2 separate regions of the Gossypium hirsutum genome follow, and region 1 is linked to region 2. The links are chromatin contacts, called in public Hi-C maps. All regions are on one chromosome and are shown on one strand. The core of a region is the stretch at or near the end of the contact, and the rest is flanking DNA. Distances in the headings are between cores, read along the strand shown.

Region 1 (4,024 bases), core at 407-2,906, 360 kb after region 2:
AAGGAAGCCTAAGGGGACATCGAAAAAAAGTTTAGAAAACCTCTCTCTATCCACTTCTGATCCACCAACATCTCTTCATATCTACTTTTATCCACCAACCTCTCTTTCTTTGTAAAATTTTTTTTCCTTTCTACTAGTTTTATGTTGTAAATTTGTAATATTATCTACTGTCTCCCGTATCCTTTCAATAATTAATTTTGTTAAGAGATTATCATGAATTGTGGAGTATAGTGATTGGAAGGGATTTTTATGAGATGATGAGAGTTTTTCATGAATTATGGATTGTTTCATATGGGAGGTTGATATGTTTGTATCAGATTTATACTTTTTGTCATGCTTCTATTTTCTATTTATCAATGCTATCAAGTTTAGTGTTGTTTTTGTATTTTCAACTATTTTTTGACCAATTTTGATTTAGTTGTTTGCTCTTCCAGGATTACTATGTAATGTATGCTATCCCTATTCTTGATTTTTTTTGTTTAGTAAAAAATAAAAGACTGGGGGTTATATTCCTAGTATATTAGATATTTTTAATTGGTTAAAATATGATGTTAGTCTCTGAATTTTGTCAAAATTTGAGATTTAATCCATGTACTTAAAAAATTAAAAATTAAGTCCTCATATTTTTTATTTAAAAAATCACAGTCCAATCATTAAAATTTTAAGTATTTTCTGTTAAAATTTGTCAACTTAGAATTTTGATTAGGTTGTCATTATATAACATGACATATGATTGATTTTAAATAAACATGTTAAATTAATAAATTTTGACAGAAACTACAATAACGATAATGATTAAATTAGGATTTTTAAATTAAAAAAGTATGAGGATTGAATTTTTAACTTTTAAAGTAGATGCGCCAAATCTCAAATTATATATAAGTATAGGACTAACAAAATACTTTAACCTTTTCAATTTACTCCGAATTTAGTATATGCATTTTTATACGGATATGGCCATTATTGTGCTAATCCTACCCAGGATAAGCTCTTGGGTTTTGAGAATTACCAGAGGGCTCGGCCAGGCCCATCAAACACATTGGCCGTAGTTCAACTTTAAGTTAAATTTAGTTATTAGTCCCTGTACTTTACAAAGGTTGTGGATTTAGTCTATATACTTTAATTTGGTCATTTTAACCCTTCTACTGTTCAAATTTTAAAATTTCAAAACTCATCAAATGATAATTGTTAAATTCATTAAGTTATGCTATTTTCAAAATATGATGCGACAAACATATTATCATATGCGTAATGTTATGTAAGCTAGTTATTTCCACATATTATTCACTAAAAATATAATTAATGGATTAACGATTGTATTTTGCATAAAGATTGAAATTTCAAAATTTTAATAGTATAAAGACTTAGAATGATTATATTTGAGAATATGAACTAAATTTACAACTCTAAATGACTAGTAATTGAATTTAACTAAACAAATTTAATTGCTACTTTTTGGGGTCAAGACTAAAACTTTAAAATTTAAAAAGTAAAAGGAGTAGACTTGATCAATTTAAAGAATACAAAAATTAAAATTGATCAAATTAAATTTTAATGACTGAATCCATAACTTTCATAAATTACAGGGACTATAATAGCATAATTTAACCTTCACTTTGTTTCACATCTTCAACGTTGTTTTGTTATTGTTGTATACCAAATAAGAAAACGTGTAATGTTACTTGTTACAGTTTTGTCTTCTTTTTTCTTAGTTCACATTCTCTTACCCCAAATGAAATCATTCATCAAAAGACAGAGGAAATAGATAAGATAGAGAGGGAAGATGCCCGAAACTAGAGTTGAGGTACCAGAAATGGTGATGTTGGAGATTCTGTCAAAGCTTCCAGTTAAGTCCTTGACACGTTTCAGGTGCGTTTGTAAGCCTTGGTGTTCATCTTTTCAAACCCCTCATTTCATTACCAAACATCAGCAAAACAACCTCCACAACAACAACCTTAATCTCCTCCTCAAACGTTGTCTGGGTAACACCCGTGATGACATCTACTATTTCTCTCAACTTTCAACTGAGAAAGGCCAAAACTTTTCGGTACAACACAACATTCACTTACCCTTTTTCGAGGATTGTTGGTATGCCCCTGTGGTTTCAGGTCCTTGTAATGGATTGTTGTGTTTACATGATGCTGATAAGGTTGCCCTTTGGAACCCATCAACTAGAGAGTTTAAAACTCTCCCTCAATCCACAGTCCAACGCCCTCCTTCAGTAGATTCCACTAGTTTTGGTTGCGTTGGTATTGGGTTTGATTCTCAAAGTGGTGACTACAAAGTGGTAAGATTTGTTACTAATTATTTTGAAGAGAATGAAGATGAAGGGTTAATGGGTGATTGGAACCACCAAGTTGAGTTATATTCACTTAAAAGCGATTCATGGAAGGAGATTTCAGTTCCCGGGGTTCAACCTTATGGATCTCCTTTGTTTAATAATTACGTAAACGGGTTTTATTATTGGCAGGCAATTGGGGACTCTGAGTACCTTATTCTCTCATTTGATATGGTCAATGAAAAGTTTTCTGCTTTACCATTGCCTGAATTTGGTGGGTCTTTAGCTGAATACTATTTGGAACTTTTGGAATTCAATGGACTGCTTGGTGCTATTGTTTACCCAAGGGAAGGGACTGACAAATCTTTTGATTTATGGGTTATGAATGGATCATGGACTAAACAATTCAGTATTGAATCTCTTCCTAGAGTTGAGAGGCCTTTGGGGTTTTGGAAAAATGGTGAGTTGTTTCTCGAGAGCTCGGATCATGAACTTGTGTTGTTTGACCCCTCCACACGAGAGCTTAAAAGTCTTGGTATCCATGCTTATCAGGAAACGATGCAGATTATTGCTTATGTTGAGAGCTTGGTTCCAATCAATGGAAGATCAGAGCGCGAGGAACTTATAATACGTCGGCCGGCTGGAGACGCATCGGATTGATATTGAATATGAAAATGGAAGGAGACTACAACAAAAGAGGTAAGATTTCATGGGATTTTCTCTCTTGATATGCAATTTATGGCGACTATATTGTCTTTCTCCAAAAATTCTGTTTTTGTTCGTTCTATACGCAAGCTAAAGATGTTAGCCTCTGCCTTGTCTGTATGTTTTTTTGGTTGTTTCAGTGAATTTGCTAGATTTCTGCCTAGAGAATCAATTAGTTGTTAACTCTTATCTGCAGATCTAATAACCTGCACATACGATCTGCAAGTGCATATACATGCTGGATATGGTGTGCTTTTCATACACGAATAGTTGTTTAGAGAGCTAGATGTCTCGAATCGATGAATGTAATTTGATGTTGAACAATAGGAACTATTATGATGATGATCATGACTTATTGTCTGTACTTTTAGATCCAAATGAAACAGTGTAATTAGCTCAAATAATTTTGTTTTCTAGGAATCCACTGAATACAGATTGCTTGTCTGTGTGTTTTCTCCCACTTTTTTTATAATTTCCATTCCCAGTTGCTTGCCTATGCAACTTGGGGCAGCTTATACTATCATGAATCGTTATCAGCTAGTTTCTCATTTTTGCAGTGGTGTTGATGTATGGTTTTTGGACTAGAGCGTGTGTTGAGTACAGGTATGATGAATGGCTTTTAATGTATTTGGAGGATCATATTCTCATACCCGTATCTGGAAATCTAACACGAATACTAGATATGGGTGCTTAAAGAAAACTGAGATGTTGGAGCAAAATTGGCAGTGATATTTTTAAAATAGATAGTCCTCATGGCACCACAGTTGACTTATTACCTAGATTGGTGATCGTCCGTATCTAAAATGGTGCCTAACACTAGTTACGGATGCTTCAAGAAAAATGAAAAGTACAGAAAGAATCTTATGAGCTAGGTTGCTCTACTGTTCATTTATTCGCGTAGTCCATATTTTTATTCAACATAAATTCGAACATGAATACACGACTATGACCCTTCAAGGATGAAACTTCCAAATATTTGAAAAACTTCAAAATTAAATCTATCTGTATCAAAGTACTTAATTACTCAAATATGAAAGCATA
Region 2 (4,166 bases), core at 145-2,644:
GAAATAGCTTCCCAGTAATTCAAACCCCAAGAAAAATTTAATTCCTTCAGAAAAAAATAGTTGAGAAAATAATTAATATCCTAACCACTCCCAAAACTACCAAACTGTAATAGACAAATAGAAAATTAGTGAAGGCCGTAACATCATAGATTACAGCAAAGAGACCAGACAATCAATAATGGTTAAGAATATTTATAAAATACAATTTACAGGGTATTTTCGGTTTCGTGAACTCCTCTCAAACAAAAACGAGACATGAAGCAGGAAAAACCAAATAATTGATTTTTCTTGAAAGTTAACATCACAAAAAAAAAAAAAAAACTATTGATAAGAACAAGCTATCGAAAAACATGTTCCACATTGCTTTGTTCTTACATCTTTCGTTCAAACCATCCAAAACACATTTAACAATGGAAGCTGTCCACATCAAAATAAGAAACCAGCATATCTTACAGTTAAACAAATCTTAAAATCCAACAAGAAACACGCGCATCAAGATTAATATACTAGAGAATATGCTAAGGACAAAAAAAAAAAAAACCTTGGAGCCTTCACATAATAGCTACATAAAGCTAGAAACTTAAATATGACACATGGACCTCTTTCACTCTCAAGATCCTTATCAGGCGATAATTCCAATGAAGCACATAACTCAGTCTAAAACCAAGTTATCAAAGTCTCAATTTTTATAATAAAAATACAAAACAACCCACCAAACATGAAACCAAATCACAAAAAGATCAAAATAAAGAAGGAAAACACAAATTTAAAAAAAATAAAGAAAAGAAAAAGAGAGAGAGCAAAAATTATTTAAAGAAACGTGTTTTCCCTATTCTTGCACCTTAATCAGTAAACCTTACATACATAAAAACATAATACTGAGCTAGAAAGTATAAACATTTAATAAGAAACGAACCTTATTTCAGTCGTTTCTAAATTGAAAGTATTATCCCAAACAGAAAAGAACAACATTACCATTAAACAACAAGAACATTAAGATCACAAGATATATGTAAGTTAGCAGAAAAGAAAAAAGACCCAGATGCAAAATGAGGTAAAAATAACGGAAGAAGAATCAAAATCCATGATTTAACAATAAAATATGAAAGAAAGAGACGAACTTGGAACCAGAACGAAGAGTAGAGGCCATGAAAAACTTGGGAGACCTAAGGCCGGCCATTGGTGGAAGAGCAAATGAAGGGAGTTTCTGAGATTGAAAAGTGATGGGGTTGAATTTCAGAGCCATTTATTTTTAGGTATTTTGGGGGGTTTAAGAGCACTTTCTCTTTTTTGTTTCGGTTTGAGTTCTCGAGCTTTGGCAGCTTCAGTTTCCTCCACAGAAAGTGCAAACGCTTCTCGAAAGAAACATAGCCTATTTAAGGGATACTGACCTTCATTATATTTTAACATTACCCCTCACTTTCCTTTTAATTACTAATTGCGCATTCATTTATTCTTTATAATAATAAATTAGTAAAAACGACAAAATAAATTGGTTAAAGTACGAGGTACAAACACATCATTCCTTCGGTTAAAAATTTTATTCATTGGGTATGATATGCACATGGTACGTCATGTATAACTGTCGAGTTATTTCGTTTACTATGTCAGTTTTTAACGGTAGAATAGATAAAATTTCTAACAAATTGATATTTTTCTAGATGAATTAATTTATTCATTTTTTAAGTGGAAGGAGCCAAAATGTAATTGAATTTATAATATAATGGTAATCATCCTATTTTATATTACAATTATAATTTTATTATTCAATAATACTTCAATTAAATTAATTAAAATTTGTAAAATTTTAATTTAAAATCTGAATCATATCAAGTTTAAGGAATAATGGTAAAAGGATTGTTGTTTTGTCTACCAAATCTTTTTCAAATGTTAGGTTGGTATTGCGAAAGTTAATTAATGTTTACTCTTTCTCTATTTTCAATTTAGAATATTAGAAAAAACTTATTAAATATTCAGAATTAGAATTTGAGTAGTAATATAAAATATTCCAAAATAAATAAAATCAAGAACGTGATTACATAAAAGGAAATGTTTCATCATAAAAAAAATGGTATTAATCTTTTTCATTCAATATTATTTTGATCTTAAAAAAAAAAAAAAACATTCCCATGTGGAGGTCTCCATCAACAGCACAAATATATGCTTGGAATTCCTTTAAGAAAGATAATGGTCACTATAAACAAATTCTTCCAGCCAACCAAAAAATGAAATTTGTAAAATAATTACAAAGAAATTTTCTATTATAAGGTATGCCGAAGTTAAAAGAATATATGCATATACACGATATATATTATTATATTATTATATATTTAAGTTTTTGATTAAATTGGTGTAACCTATATTAATCGAGTTTCAACCCAACTGAGAAATTATCAAAAATTATTACTTTTATAAAGTAACAAATATTATTTTCAGGGTATTTGGACGATTATGTTTCAATCTGACAAGATGGTAGCATCCATGTTACATTTAAAACAACCAATCAGAGGTCTCAACTAGTACCATAGGCAAGGTTGATGCTTGAAAGATGCACCTTGGACACATTGGAAAACCATAGTTGCCTCTCGCCAATCTTGAAAGAACGTGTCTACAAAAGAAACAATTTGGGAAGGTTGAATCACCACATTCTTCCAACACAATAGGTTTCGGTGGAACCAAATACTCCAAGAAATAGTGAGAAAACATTTGCTACAAGAGGAGTTCGAAAGATGAAGAAAAGTAATACATTAAATCAATAAATGAATTATGCACATAAACCATGCCAAGACTATTCCAAATAGTCGCAACAGTTGAACAATAAATAACAACATGCTTTAAACTCTCATTTTCCACACAACTAGTGCAACTTGGATCAATGACGCAACCCTTCTCAAGTAAACGACTTTTACTTGGGATAATATGTTACAACCCTCGCCATACAAAGGATTTAGTTTTTGATGGAAGAGTCAAGTTCCAAAGTCTCTATCAAGATTCCTCAACCGCAAACGATGAGCAACACGATAGTTGGACTTCACATTGTATCGACCATCCTTAGGAAAATGCCATATAAGTTGATTTGGTGGCTTAGAAATAAAAAAAAGAATGCTAAGAATTTGCATAGCATCTCGAGGTGCCAAGAGTCCCTCAACGAGAGAAGAATTCCAACTTGAACCATCATTATTCAATAAATCTTTCACAAAGAAATTTGTAGACCTCCGTAAAGCCTCAAATTCAACAAAAAAATTATCATCATTAGGTAACCAAGGATCCTCAAAATCCCAAATACAGTTACCATCTTTTAATCTCCAATAAAGACCTATAAAATACAAATTTAAGACCACAAAGACACTCCTCTTAATGAAAGAGTTGAGACTTTGAAAACCCATACCACCGTGTTTTTCAAGCACATAGAGCTTATACCTAGAGGACTAATGAATACCCTTTTTCGAACTTGACCTTGAACCCAACCAAAAGGAATTCATCATTCGTTAGAGTTCCTCACAAGGACCTAAAGGGATCATAATTCATGAAGATGCTCATGCAATAAACCAGTAATGCTTGGGCTAATATTTTAATAACAATCTTTTTTACCAATAATGACTATGAGAAATCGGCTCCGACTCACTCAGAATGGAACAAGAAGGTTGCCTTCTATGCTAGCTTGTATTAGAGCTAAACATGATACTAGAATTTTGGAAATTTATAAGTTAACCCAAAGCTTCTAAATATGTTGAAATAATATTTTTAACAGTTTGAAACTCTAAATTAGTTGCCTAAAGAAAGAAAAAGTTATCATTCACAAAAAGGAGGTAGGAAACACAAGGGTTTCCCCTTACAAATACAAGCCCCATAAAGCTCTCTATGCACTTTAACTTGTCGAAACAAAAAGCTCAACCCTTCTGCACATATGATAAACAGGCAAAGGGATAGAGGATCTCTCTAACACAAACCCCTATACGGGATAATGAGACTAATTTACCATTCAAAAGAATCGAATATTAGACAAGGGAAACACATAACCTCATCCAACTAATCTATTTCTCATAAAACCCTAATTTAGTCAAAAGAAAACCTAAAAAGTCCTAACTAACATTGTCATATGCCTTATTGATATCTACTTTCATAGCAACCTCACCCACTTTTCCATGCCCTTTACTCTTTATATA

What was found. A called contact is a pair of places that touch in the nucleus more often than the background predicts.
Region 1: a Hi-C map of leaf shows a contact between it and region 2, with 2.5 times the contacts expected there. The contact joins the promoter of LOC107914609 here to the promoter of LOC107914601 in region 2. A contact is called at or near these places in 2 of 34 Hi-C or Micro-C datasets (callus and leaf).

Annotation. Positions count from the first base shown.
Region 1 is chrD10:21,545,847-21,549,870 of Gossypium_hirsutum_v2.1, forward strand. LOC107914609 (F-box/kelch-repeat protein At3g06240) reads left to right here and starts at 1,657. Exons shown (of 2, transcript XM_016843561.2): 1 at 1,657-2,977; 2 at 3,541-4,024. The coding sequence starts at 1,784. The coding sequence ends at 2,938.
Region 2 is chrD10:21,185,077-21,189,242 of Gossypium_hirsutum_v2.1, forward strand. LOC107914601 (stearoyl-[acyl-carrier-protein] 9-desaturase, chloroplastic) reads right to left here and starts at 1,395. Exons shown (of 3, transcript XM_016843547.2): 1 at 1,122-1,395. The coding sequence starts at 1,246.